Regions from separate parts of the Sus scrofa genome. Here regions 1, 3 and 4 are each linked to region 2. The links are chromatin contacts, called in public Hi-C and promoter capture Hi-C maps. All regions are on one chromosome and are shown on one strand. The core of a region is the stretch at or near the end of the contact, and the rest is flanking DNA. Distances in the headings are between cores, read along the strand shown.

The links. Promoter capture Hi-C pulls out the DNA fragments that hold promoters and counts their contacts. A called contact is a pair of places that touch in the nucleus more often than the background predicts.
Region 1: a promoter capture Hi-C map of liver shows a contact between it and region 2, with 16 times the contacts expected there. The contact joins the promoter of ATR here to the promoter of U2SURP in region 2. A contact is called at or near these places in 4 of 5 promoter capture datasets (fetal liver, fetal skeletal muscle and liver), 26 of 47 Hi-C or Micro-C datasets (adipose tissue, alveolar macrophages, blood and 16 more) and 2 of 2 datasets of contacts at active chromatin or transcription factors (alveolar macrophages and skeletal muscle).
Region 3: a contact with region 2 is called in a Hi-C map of liver, with 4 times the contacts expected there. The contact joins the promoter of PLS1 here to the promoter of U2SURP in region 2. A contact is called at or near these places in 1 of 5 promoter capture datasets (skeletal muscle), 26 of 47 Hi-C or Micro-C datasets (adipocytes, adipose tissue, alveolar macrophages and 17 more) and 2 of 2 datasets of contacts at active chromatin or transcription factors (alveolar macrophages and skeletal muscle).
Region 4: a promoter capture Hi-C map of liver shows a contact between it and region 2, with 4 times the contacts expected there. The contact joins the promoter of TRPC1 here to the promoter of U2SURP in region 2. A contact is called at or near these places in 1 of 5 promoter capture datasets (liver), 1 of 47 Hi-C or Micro-C datasets (heart right ventricle) and 1 of 2 datasets of contacts at active chromatin or transcription factors (alveolar macrophages).

What each region holds. Positions count from the first base shown.
Region 1 is chr13:83,288,342-83,291,502 of Sscrofa11.1, reverse strand. ATR (serine/threonine-protein kinase ATR) reads left to right here and starts at 1,517. Exons shown (of 47, transcript XM_021069571.1): 1 at 1,517-1,730. The coding sequence starts at 1,672. LOC110256309 (a long non-coding RNA gene) reads right to left here and starts at 1,486. Exons shown (of 2, transcript XR_002337705.1): 1 at 1,391-1,486; 2 at 488-967.
Region 2 is chr13:83,702,907-83,706,198 of Sscrofa11.1, reverse strand. U2SURP (U2 snRNP-associated SURP motif-containing protein) reads right to left here and starts at 1,698. Exons shown (of 28, transcript XM_013982108.2): 1 at 1,544-1,698. The coding sequence starts at 1,588.
Region 3 is chr13:83,305,918-83,309,123 of Sscrofa11.1, reverse strand. PLS1 (plastin-1) reads right to left here and starts at 1,432. Exons shown (of 16, transcript XM_021069572.1): 1 at 1,256-1,432.
Region 4 is chr13:83,434,817-83,438,294 of Sscrofa11.1, reverse strand. TRPC1 (transient receptor potential cation channel subfamily C member 1) reads right to left here and starts at 1,422. Exons shown (of 12, transcript NM_001145751.1): 1 at 1,248-1,422. The coding sequence starts at 1,422.

The sequences.
Region 1 (3,161 bases), core at 268-2,767, 410 kb after region 2:
CTTGATTCTATGTGCTATGAAGGAAAATAAAGCAAGGATGGAGGGGGAGAGAGTATGAGTGCAAGTGTGCTAGTCCATATGAGGCTTTCTGGTGACATTTCAGCAAACATCTGAAGAGAAGTGATGAAAGAAGGGTATTTAAGAGGGATATTTAAGGTCAAGGCAGAGGGTTTAGCAAACGCGAAATCCCTGAGACAGGAGCCTATTTGGCTGTCACTCCGCTTCTTTTTTTTTTTTTTTTTGTCTTTTTAGGGCCACATCCAGGGCATATGGAGGTTCCCAGCCTAGGGGTCAAGTCAGACCTCCATATGCTGCTGGCCTCCACCACAGCTAGGTCAGATCCAAGAGGCGTATGCCATCTACACCTCAGCTTGCGCCAACACGGGATTCTTAACCCACTGAGTGAAGCCAGGGATTCTTAACCCACTGGGTGCTCATGGACACTAGCAGGGTTTGCTACCCCTGAGCCACAACAGAAACTCCCTCCTTTTTTTTTTTTTTTCTTAAGATACTGTGTAACAATTATTCTCCTGTGTTAGGGAACAAAGGTAAATACACTGCCTGGCCTTGCCTGATTAAACATAACTTTGACATGTTAACAGCCTCTTATGATGACCATTTTTCGTATAAAAAAAACTAGGTTGAGCTACAAAATGTCTACAGCCAAAATCCACTGATTTACTTAAAAATTAAATCACAGGTAATAGACGCCAAAGGTAAAGGTGACATAAATACACACAATACTGTCGCTCACTTGATGAGCCACAAATAAACACAATTTAACCCTCTTCTTAAATATTAAAGGTTGATAAGTTCCCGCTGTGGCACAATGGGTTGAGAATCCGAATGCAGTAGCTCCGGTCACTATGGAGGCGAGAGTTCAGTCACCAGCCTGCCACAGAGGGTTAAAGGATCCAACGATGCTGCAGCTGCGTTCGGATCTGACCCCTGGTTAGGGGACTTCCGTCTGTCGCGGTTGCGGCCATACCAAAAAAAAAAAAAAAAAAAAAAAAAGAAAAGAAAGGAAAAAACTTGAGAGTATCCTCAAGGAAACCTAATGCAGACTTCAATTTGAGGGGAAAAAATATCCGCTGGGACAAGGAGGAGCCCACCTTTTGCGCCATACCTCTCAGACACCCGTCAAGAGAACAGTAAGAAAATGAAGAACCTGGGGGCGTCTTTGGGGAGACCTGGATCTGATCTTGGGGCTCTAGATGCTGAATTGTCTCATTTTTCACATTTGTCATGAGAGGGATTCTGGGCTAGTGCCCGCCACGCCCCTTTCCTCCCAGGACCCGGGGTCTGGGTTCTCTGAGCCTCCCAAGCTTGGGAGTGACAGAGCAGAGCAACTAAAAACCAAAACTCTCACGATTTTTGCCTGGCCACTTACCAAGCTGCCTATCTCAGAGCGAACCCAACTGGGGAAACTTGACCCTCCGCCGCGCCGCGTCCCTTGCCCCGCCCACTCTCCCCACCCACTTCGGCCTCCCGGCCTCCCCCGGGTCCTACGCAGAAAAGAACTAGGACCTGGCGAGCGGGCCCGCACGGCTTCCGGGAGGAGTTTTGGGCCCCGCGAGGCACCGTCGGGCGCCGCGCTTTCTCATCGGAGGTGGCTGTGGAGACGCCAGGAGCCCGCCTGGGTGTAGTTGACCGGTGGTGCACGTCCTCAGCATGGGCGAGCATGGTCTGGAGTTGGCGTCTATGATCCCGGCCCTGCGGGAGCTGGGCAGGTAGGGCCAGGCCGGCATCTCACGTGCTCTCCCTCCCCAGCCGCGCGCGTCCTAGTTCCGATCCCCTCAACCCGGGCCCTTGTGGAGACACTCCGTGGCTGATTAGAGCGCTTCTCCTACAGAGAGGCGGTTAAAAGGACTGGGGGCTTCGCCGCAGACCCGCCAGATGCGGGTCCGAGGGGAGGGCCGTCTGCAGGTCCCACTTTACCTCAGCGGCGCCCTGAAGCTCCTCCCCCACCAGCACCCCCAGGGGATTGCCTCTGCGGCGGGAAAGAAGGGTCCCGCCGGATGGTAACTTTCTGATCACTTCCCTACACTCACTGCTTTGCTTCTCAAAAGCCTCTTTCCTTGATGGAGTACTTGACCTGTGGATTTGTCTCAGTTTCTGTTGTCTTCTATGTTTTGACCCCAAACTGCCCTCGGATGAAAAGTCATTTGTTCAGATTTTATGCAAGGAAGGCCAGTTGCTCGAAAAAGCAGTTTGTGTCTTTCTTAGAAGTGAAACCATAGGCCATTCTGGAGATGGGACCCTTTTCATGTTGATCATCCAGTCCCCAATTCGTTAGTTCAATCAGAAATCCCAGGAATCGACCACAACGTCTGCAAAATATAAATGTGCAAGAATGAAGCCAAAATTTGAAGATAATTTAATGTTCCATTTGCATAGCTTTTTTTTTTTTTTTCCCCTGTAAACCTGAGAATAGAATCATGTAAACCAGTTTCCTGCCGCAACAGAAGGGAGAGATGTTGATGTCTGCTGTCCTTCAACACACCTACAACCTTTCCTCAACCAGGCCTAGGCAGGGTGTTTGTTCAATTTTTTTTTTTTTTTTTTTGGTAACCTACTGTGAATAGAAAAGTGGGCTTGTACCACTACTGCATTTGAACTGTCAATTGGAATAGTTGCTTTCCAATTTCTTAAATTGTTTGAAAACTTAGCACACAGCCACAACTGATTTTAAGCCCATGGGATATTTAATTTCCTTTCTTTGTGCAGTGCAGTTGTGTCCCTCTCCACTTGTTAGCCATACCAAGACACTGACATTTAGTCTTCCTCAGTTACATACATAAGAGGTTATAAATAACAGCACCATGCTTGTCTTAACTGAATCATCCTCTTTTTGTGTGTATGATTTTTTCCCCCTTGGCATGAGTGTTGCAATCATACTTGGGTAAACATTTTGTAAAGTAACATTTACCTTTCTTAAGAAGATGAAGGCAGGTGTTCACACAGGAAGTTGATGTACCTATTTCATCTTTCAGGCTCCATGTAAAGCTCAGGGTGTTTCCCCCTTCCCCCTGCTTTAATATAGAATTTGCTGATTAATACTTCTCTTCCCTTTTCTCTCTTCCAGTATGATACTTGTTGATAAAAATAATACTATCTTGGATTTATTTATAGTCTCTTTCATCAACAGAGCTTATGTTACC
Region 2 (3,292 bases), core at 449-2,948:
TCCTGGCAGATTCAACAATTTACACTTACCAAAAAAAAAAAAAAAAAAGCCATATACAACCCTGACAAATACTCTTAGAGAAGGCTGAACATATGCTTTAAAATGTTTTCAATGTATCCAAGGCCTCAAATAGGAGATACTAAAGTATTATTTTGAGAAGAAACAAAAATAGTGACGCTTACCGGTGAATTTTATGGATGTGGCTAACTTTGGTAATCGTTCCCTAACAGTAAACAGGGCTGTTTTTCTGATGAGTCTGCTGAGGAAGTGGGCAGAGTGATGTACCCAACTACTCCCCTCCTCATCAAGGGGAAATTAAGTGGGGAGAGGAGAAACAAGGAGTAAACGCAGAACGTAAAGCAGCCAATACTGGCCTTCTATCATAGCCTCCACACAACTAAAGGATTTCTGGTAAATCCATTACTAATTACGAACTAATTATAGACGTCATGCACCAAATGGCATAAAGATTATGATTAGAAACTGAGAAAGCAAGTATATAATAGGTTATATTTCCCAAAACAAACTGCACACACAGAACTAGCCCCGTCTACAGTAAACTTAACTTCCTAGTAACCGACTTGCAATTCATACACACTCTTTAAGATGTGTATTACACAATTTCTTACATCAGCATAGAAAAGCTTAACAACTACTTTGGGCACTATCTACTACTTTTAATATCGTTTTGAAAAAGAAACTCAAAGCAAAAACGATTAAATGACCCGTCCAAGATGGCAACTGGTGCCAGATGCTAATCACAACCTAAAGCTAAACTACTCCCACAGCTCAGTGGTTTCACAATACTTGCACACGATTCCCTGTACACTCAAAAGCAACTTATGAAAGTTCTCCTTTCGGGAGGTGATGAGGACCCCGAGTCCTCGAAAATGAGCCCTCCAAAGAAGCGTTCATTTCATACTTCCCCTTAAGGGAGGTAAGACCACGTGTAGAGCGTAGCATTAACCTTGGTGATGCAGCACCGCAAAGGAGAACTGCTCCCGCCTCTGCATTTCCCACCCCGCGTCCCTCCACTATAGGGCCTCCCCTCACAATCTGCAGCCCTAGAGATTATTTATTCCCTGCAGGACGTGAGGGAAATTGAAGGAGGCCAGAAGCGTACGAGATCCAAACCCCAAAGAACCGAGGAAAGAGAAGTAGACCTTAAGTACCGGGAAGTGATTCCCGCCTCTCCTAGACTCTGTCCCGGAGCTTCAGAGCGCAACAAGCTGAAATACAGAGGCGCGTTTTCCTGGCGTCAGACCTCAGTGTAAATCCCTGACTTCACCCCAGTGGTAAGCGCGGGGCGAACTACTCATGCCACCTGCCCCGGGCCCGCCAGCCTCGAGCCGAATCCAGGCTGGGACCGAGGGGAGATACCAGGCCTCTCAACCTGCGCACCACGGTGCGTCTGCGCCCCGGCCTACCGTCGCGACCGGAACGCGGACTTCCACCCCAATCTCCTCCCGCTGGCCAGAAGTGTCTGTAGTCTCCAGACGACAGTGATAGACTCAATGACTCACGAAGTCCTTTAAGAAATTACCTTTGAACTGGCCTTCTGAGAGCCGCCTGGCGTTTTGTCCGCCATCTTGAGCTTTGCCCCTCCTTCGGCGGCGGCAGCAGCAGCACGGGCGAGTCGAACGCCGAAAGACTGGATCTCAACACAGCCCGCCAGAGGCGCCTGCAAGGCTGAATAGTCGATTGCCGACTATTCAAGGGGAAGTGGCCACGTGACTTCCGGTGTCGGTCTTCTTTTTTTTTTTTTTTTTCCAGCCCTGCCCACTCTGCTGAATATCTGTGGGCGTCTCCCTGGCGGGTTGCTTTCTCCGCCGGAGAATTTAGGGAATCTTGTCCAGGCTTTCAGGGCTGGTTGGAATGCACCCTTTTCTCAGTGCCAGCCCTTGATAGGCGCGAACTAGTTGCACTTGCTGGATGAGTTAGGGAAAGCCTTCTTAAAGAAGAAATGCATGGGTCAGCCGGGAGGAGTTTTTACTTCGACTCAAGTAAACCTGGAGCCAACAGGAGAGTGGGCTGAGGTATGGTGCTCCATGGACAAAGATGGTGTTCCCGCCACCTCTGGCTCTCATCCCCTAGGGGGAAAGGCAAACTTGCGGTCTGTTCAAGTTACTTTAAAATGCAGTGGTGCCGAGAAGCAGAGCAGGGCAGCTTTTGACCCAAGCTGAGATTCCAGCAGTGGGGTTGTTGGATAGTCTGTTTAAGGCGTCTGCAAAATGGGTGCGTGGAGAGAAAGGATGCATGAGAGAAAAATCATAAGCAGACGATAGTCTAAATCTAGCATTCATATAAGTTATTATTTAAAATTTTTTTTATTTCGGAGTAGATTTACAATGTTGTGTTTTGGGTGTACAGCAAAGTGGATTCAGTTACATATATACAGTTGTGTGTCATTTAAGAGACTTATAGGAGTTCCCATCGTGGCTCAGGGGTAACTAACCTGGCTGGGATCCATGAGGAAGCAGGTTTCATCCCTGGCCTCACTCAGTGGGTTAAGGATCCATCCTTGTGGTGAGCTGTGGTGTAGATTGCAGATGCAGCTCAGATCTTGCATTGCTGTGACTGTGGCTTAGACCAGCAGCTGTAGCTCAGATTCTGCCTCTAGCCTGGGAATGTCCATATGCCACACCTGTGGCCCTAAAACAAAAAAAAAAAAAAACAAGATAAAAGAGTTACATTTTACAGTTTGGTATTGCTTTCATTTTTAATCACAAATAGAGGAGAGTAACCATACTTCAGTGCTCTTTTCTTTCTTTTTTCTTTCTTTCTTTCCTTCTTTAATAGGATCTGTATTCAAAGAAGGAAAGCTTGCTTGAGGAGGTCATTCCTGAGCCAAACCAGGCAAAGAAAATGGAAAGAGCTTTCCAGGCAAAGGAAGTACTTGAAACAAAATCCGATGGCATGAATCAATATAGCCCAACTGTGCAGTCACAGTAAGCAGTCACGTTGTATTAGACCAGGTGTAGGGCTGGAGAGGTGGATGGAAGCAAGCTCACACAGGGCCCTGAGGTAACCACTGTGCTTGGGGAGTTAGAATTCTATTCTGAGGGCAAAGAGTAGCCTTCAACAGAATTAAGTAGGGCTGTGATGTCCAATTTTAAGCTTTAAAAGATTGAGCACTAGAGGAAGAAGAAGGGTTCATGACCAACTCCTGAAGTCATTTATTCAAAGTATTTTTGAGTCCCGCTTGGTATATAAAAGCCTACATGGAGTATTGAAAGGCTTACAGAGGCAAAAACACGGTGTCTTCATATGATTTAAGACTAACAGGAATGGG
Region 3 (3,206 bases), core at 183-2,682, 400 kb after region 2:
AAACTGAAGCAGTTGAACTGGCTGACCTCGAAGGTCTCCACAGCCCCAAACTAAACCAACTGTATATTATTTCTGCCATTGAAACATTCATCATGGGGGGGATAGAAGAAAAGGCAGGTATCTGTATTCCCTTTCCATATAGGTTTCTCCTCTTGAACTAACAATTTCTTTTTCCTAAGCTTATTCTTTGTACATGTCTCTCGCATCATAAATCGAACACTTAAAGAATGTTCATAGATAATCAACAAGGACCTACGGTATAGTACTACTCAATATTCTGTAATAACTTCTAAGGGAAAGAATCTGGAAAAAAATATATATATATATACACACACACACACACAACTAAATCACCTTGCTGTACACCTGAAACTAACCCAACACAGTAAATCAATAAAAAAAAAAAAAAAAAGAATGTGCCCTTAAATTTTGTTTCTGGCTTACAGGTTATCCAAGAAATTTGTACTTCACAGCCTTTACCTTGTACATTGTACAAGTGTATCCAATACCTCAGCCCCAGGGTAAAATCTCTCTGTGTGGCCACAAAAGATGACAGGGTAAAGAAAGAGGAGAGAAATGAGAACTGTACTCATTTAAAAGACAACTTCCTTTTAACAGCACCAAACGATACCTGAAGTAACAGTAACGTAGAAAAATGAGGGAGAAAAAAATTTTAAACTTCGCAAAGTCTCTACTTAAAAACGCAGCTGAAATGCAGAAAGTTTTTGGCACTGAAACGCGCTGAAAGTTGGCATTCTTACACCACATCCAAAGGCCCCCCTGCTCCAGGAAAGGCACCAAAACCGAAAACCACTGATGCGATGTCACATCCAGTCTTATTGATCCTATGCACCAAAAGGCCAAAGGCAAATAAACCAGTCACAGAATTCAAGGGAAACAGGCTGGATCTTTGAAACCCTCACCAGCGGCCACCCAAGTTTAAAAGAGAGGAAAACAGTTAAGTTTACAAAATGCCCAAGTTCATGCACAGAATCATAATGCAGTTATCGGGCTTACTGTGTAAGCATAAATACACGATGTAACACCTGCCCCACTACGAGCTGCCCGGACGGGGCAGGAGCACGCCCGCCGACCTCCCGGCGCCGCACCGCACAGCGAGCACACGGATCGCCGCTCCAACTAAAGAAACCCGGAGAGATTCCCTGGAGCTGCTACACGCCAGGAAGGAAGTAAAGCTTTATTTCCTGCCTATCAGTCCAGCGTTCCTCTCGGACCCCTCCGCCGCACCCTATACCTGCCACAGCCGTCTGGCCCTCCAGCCTGCTGCTCGCACTCGCGATCCACGCACCGGCAGGTTCGCTCTGCGGCTATCTGGCCGCGTCCGCCTGGCGGCCGCGCTCGCACCACTACGCATGCCTGGCCGGCACCCGGGTCAGCAAACTCTGAATCCACTTGCCGGGTTTTAGCTGCGACTCCCTAGGGAAAGACAAGAGGCCAAGAGCTGAAGTTGGAGTTGCAGGTGCTGGGAGAGGAGGTGGGGGGAGGTGGATAGGTGCTGGGGCAACCTTATCCCTATTGCCCACAGCTATACAGGACGGACCCTCCTCCAAGCCTAAGGATGACCATCTACACAATTGGAAGGAACTTAGCACAGTGGTTCTCAAACTTGAGTGTGGAGCAGAATCACCTGGAGGGCTTGTTGGAACCAGATCCAACACTCAAGAGTTCAGATTCAAGTAGATCTAGGATGAGGCCCAACCAGTTGCATTCTAACATTTTCTAACTGAGGCTACCACATACTGTGAACCTCTGGTCAAGAGAAAAGATACAGATAGATATAGAAAGATGGATGGGAGTTCCCTTCGTGGCGCAGTGGTTAAGGAATCCGACTAGCAACCATGAGGTTGCGGGTTCGGTCCCTGCCCTTGCTCAGTGGGTTAATGATCCGGCGTTGCCGTGGGCTGTGGTGTAGGTTGCAGAAGCGGCTCGATCCCGAGTTGCTGTGGCTCTGGCATAGGCTGGCAGCTACAGCTCCGATTAGACCCCTAGCCTGGGAAACTCCATATGCCGTGGGAGCGGCCCAAGAAATAGCAAAAAGACAAAAAAAAAGAAAGATGGATGGACAGACAGATATGGTATTGAAAAACTTATAGTATTAAAAAATAAAGTTTTCTATCCCCTCCCCCCTTTGGGGGGCATTTCACATAACATTTCCTCTTCATTGAACAGCCACACCTGCTTAAAAAATAAATAACCTCAGCTCACAAGCAAACAAAGATAGGATAGCATGTGAGTCAAGCAAATGGAATGCAACCACAAGAGTTCTCACGTATTTTGCCTGTAGTATAACCTGTAGTTGTGGTCTCTCCGGCTCTGTCCAGGCAACAGGAGGGTCCCTATTTTGTTGCCTCTTTAACTTAGAGTCCTGTGTGGCCCCTTAGTGCTCAGCACAGTATTGGATGCAAAATAGGTACCCAAGAAATTCTGAGATGGTATCAGAATGGCTAGGGAGAGATGAAGAAGAATGTTGAAATTATTTTAGGAACACAAAGGAGTTGATACGTAATTAAATATGGAATTAGGTGGGCTAAAGCTGAGGAGGATAAGGATTTCTCCCTGCCTTCCATTTAGAGAAATTAGTGGATTTAGTTTTGTTTTTTGTTTTTGTTTGTCTTTTTTTCTAGCACCACACCTGCGGCATATGGAGTTTCCCAGGCTAGGGGTCTAATCGGTGCTGTAGCCGCTGGCCTATGCCAGAGCCACAGCAACGTGGGATCCGAGCTGCGTCTGCAACCTACACCACAGCTCACGGCAACACCAGATCCTTAACCCACTGAGCAAGGCCAAGGATCGAACCAGCAACCTCATGGTTGCTAGTCGGATTCGTTAACCACTGAGCCACAACAGGAACTCCTGGATTTAGTATCTTTATCTGAGCCCAGATATACAAGAGGAGTTCTAAGTTCTCACAATATATATCTTAAAAGGTTAAGAAGTTCCTGTCGTGGCTCAGTGGTAATAAGCCCAACTAGTATCCATAGGGATGCGGGTGTAATCCCTGGCTTCACGCAGTGGGTTAAGGATCCACTGTTGCCGCGAGCTGTGGTATAGGCAGCAGCTGTAGCTCAGATTCAACCGTTAGCCTGGGAACTTCCATATGCTGCAAGTGTGGCCCTAAGAAAAAAAAGAAAAAAAAAAAAAGGTTAAACACACCTCTGCCATATAACCTAGCCATTCCATTCATA
Region 4 (3,478 bases), core at 173-2,672, 270 kb after region 2:
TCATGGTGGACTTTCACAAATGCTTTCATAATAAAATTTAATACTATTACCTAAGATCATAAAAGTGACTCATGGCAGACAAAGATGAACTGTGTTTCTGTATCAATGTGTTTACAAAAAGTTGTGTAAATAAAATCCTATTTCAAAACAGTAAGAGGGGGTAAGGAGGCTGCCATTTATTTAAAAAAAAAAACACACACACACATACAAACAAAACCTCTATAGTTAATCTCTCACAATGTAAGCTGCCCTTTGGGTTTATGTTTTGGAAGTCTGCCTGATCCTAAAAGTTCTTCCTAAGTAAGCCTGGCCATTATAAGGCAAGATGAATAAATTTAGAAAGAAAAATTTACAGCACTTTTTTACACATAGGAAATAAAAGCAGTCTTAGGGCAATTAAATTCCCCTTCCTTTTATTATATTTATCAATAGAAAGCATGCTTAAGTGAAGATTTTATTATGGCCATAAAAGTGATCGATTCCTAGATTAAAAAAAAAAAGCCACGTTAAGTATATTCCACATTTTTGCCCTGTAATTATTTTGAACTACCGTTATTTCTCAAAGAAGAATCGAACCTTCCTCTCCAATAAAAAGTACGAACAAAGTTGTTCCGTAAATCTGGAGGAAGTTGGGGACTGAGGCAGAATTTCTCCATAAAGTCCTGCCTTTATGTCCACCTAGGATACTGACATATCTAATCCCACTGAACAGTCACTGAGCACCAAGGCACTGAGTAGCTGGAGCTAAATAAAGTTTTAAAGAATAAGGAAAACAAAAAACCAGCTGAGAGCCCATAAACAGGAGAAACTTTAAGCAAGGTCAGGGAATCTGCGGGCTGGAAGATCCAAAACTAGACAACCTCCCGGGCTTCCAGAAAGAAATAAATGAAAGCCCGAGGGGAAGACCAGGTCATTCAGGTGGTCAGTAGCGGAGGTGAGGCTAAAACCCTCGGGTCCGGGCCCCTACGACGCTACCTGATCGCCGGACCCAGCGAAAGCAGACCATGATTAGAGCCGCCGCCCAGGTGCGGCGCTTGCAGGGAGGCACCCGCGGCTGCTCCCGCCCGTCAGCTCCGCACTCACAAGGCAGAGGCGGTGCCAGGAGGCCCGGGAGAAGCGGCGGGCGAGGCGGGAACAGACGCTCGGCGCATGAGGGAGAGGGAGTGCCCCGAGTTGAGGCTGGGAAGGGGATGAGAGGTGTGGAGGGAAGGGGCATCCAGAAGCGGAGAAAGGGGCCTAGCTCTCACCCTTGTCGCACGCCAGCAAGAAAAGCTTCTCATTCAAGGTGTTCTCCTCCTTCACCTCCCGCACATCCTTCAGCGCCATCACCTCGTTCGGCGACGAAGAGGAGGATGGGGAGGAAGGCAGGGAGGAGGAGGAGGCGCCCGAGAAATCCGTGCTCGGGTACAGGGCCGCCATCATCGCTGCCCATGAAGGGGGCAGGCCAGGAGACGGGGGCGGGGCCCCCACCAGCCCCGACCCCGACCCCAGCCCCGCCCCCGGGCTGGAAAAGGGATGAGTCGTTCCCACGGCCGCCTCGGCGCGCGGCCCGTTGGCCTCAAAGGCCGTCGCCTCCCCACGGAACCAGCACTCGCCCTCCACTGACAACCCTAGGTTGGTGGCGGCGCATGCGCGGCCCCGGGGCCAGCGCCCCCTCCCCAGCCGCCGGCGCCCGGGCCGAGCCGGTCCGCGCCCGTCCGGGGACGACAGAGTGGCGCGCGCCAGGGCGGCAGCCGAGCGCGGGGCCGTGCCAGGAGTCGCAGGGGCCGCGCGAGGGGCGGCCCAGCCCGAGAGGAGGACGAAAATCGGTGGGAGAGGGGTTCCAAAAGGCGATTCTGCACCCGCTGGGCTCCAGGGCTGTGGGAACCGCCGGCTGCGCCCAGAGGAGATATTCGCGGCTCTCCTCACGTCATCTTCCGCTCCGTGAAAGCGACGAAAACGGGACGGGCTCGGTAGTAGGCGGGGCCTGAGGTTGAGGCGGGGTCTACGGACGCTCCGCCCTCTACTGGCTAGCTAGCGGGCCGCCCCCTGGAAGGCTTCCAGCGGACGAGAGAAAGGGGGTCGGCAGGTGTGCGTCCCCTCAGGTTGCAGGTTTGAGGTAATTTCCCCGTGGTCTCCGGCTGTAAAATGCAGGGAGGTGGTTTACCGAGGTTCTGACGACTTAACGCCCCCGTGGAATTGTCCATTTTGTCCATATTTCTTTGTCCTTTGCATAAAGCAGAAAGGACAGATCCCTCGCCACACTGCCAGGCTAGCTGCCCTCGTTACTAAAACTATTTTTAAAAAACTCATTTGTGATAGAAAATTGGCATAACGTTTCTGGTGTCATAATTTCTTTGCATGTAACTATTGAATAAGCTCATCATTGGGATCGGCTCTACGTCATAGCCCTTCCAGTAGTTTCTTGTTAATCTTAGCATTTATAAATCAGATTTTAGAAGATGAATGTTATTTAAGCCAAAACTAACTGAAGTGCAGTAAGTGTTACTTCAGTATTTTTTTAAGTCAAGCTTATAGTTAAAGCAGGTTCTTGCACCTTCAAAAGCTGGGGGAGGGGGACTGGAAATTATATTTCAAATAATTTTTATTGCTTTCCAACTATGTACAAATTTAAATTGTCCCCTTAGTGCTTGGGTTTTTAAGGCAATACATAAATTTACTTCTGAGTATGGTATATTTGAAAGAAATACTTCCTGTTCTGTTCAGGTTGATTTTTTTCCGTCCCTGTCCCTGCAGACTTCCAAGTTTCCTATATATACCTTACTGATCAGAGTCCTCTTTTCATCTTCTCTAAGAGGCCTTCGGTAGACAAGATTGTCCACCTTTCCAAACATTTCCATGTGTTTACTTCAGAATACTTATCTATTAAATCATTATAGCTTTTCTTTCTTTAGTAGATCATAAATCTGCCCCATTCTCTAATGTTTAATATAGTTCTAAGTTTGTGGATTCAGTGGAATGTCAAAATTGCTCATTGTAAATCTGTGGCCAGTGAACACAGTGGTACATATTTGGGTTTGTTTATGTGTGTGTGCTTACAAATTTTGGAGTCCAGTAAAATTTTTACTCAGTGGCAGAACTCTAACCCTGATCCATCCAAAAGTTCCAGAGTGTTTAGGGGTAAAAATTCAGATGGCTCTGAACTATAGAAACCACATTAATATGAAGTTTATTTCAGCTTCTAGGATTAGGTGACTCCTTATCCATAGAACTCCCTTAGGGGCTGGATTGATTTCTTAGATTCAGTGTAATTCCAGTCTAATTTAGGAGATAATCCTAGCAGACTTTCCAAAATTATTAGAGGGTTTTTCCTCCTTCACAGTAAGCTAATGTTGTAGATTTCTTTTTGAATCAACTCAGATGCAGAATATTCTCTCTTGCTTCTCTCGTCCATTTTTATCCAGCATAAACTGGGATATTTTAAGATCCTCTATTTGCATCTATGATAGGAGACCAATGATAAGGTCATGATGAACAA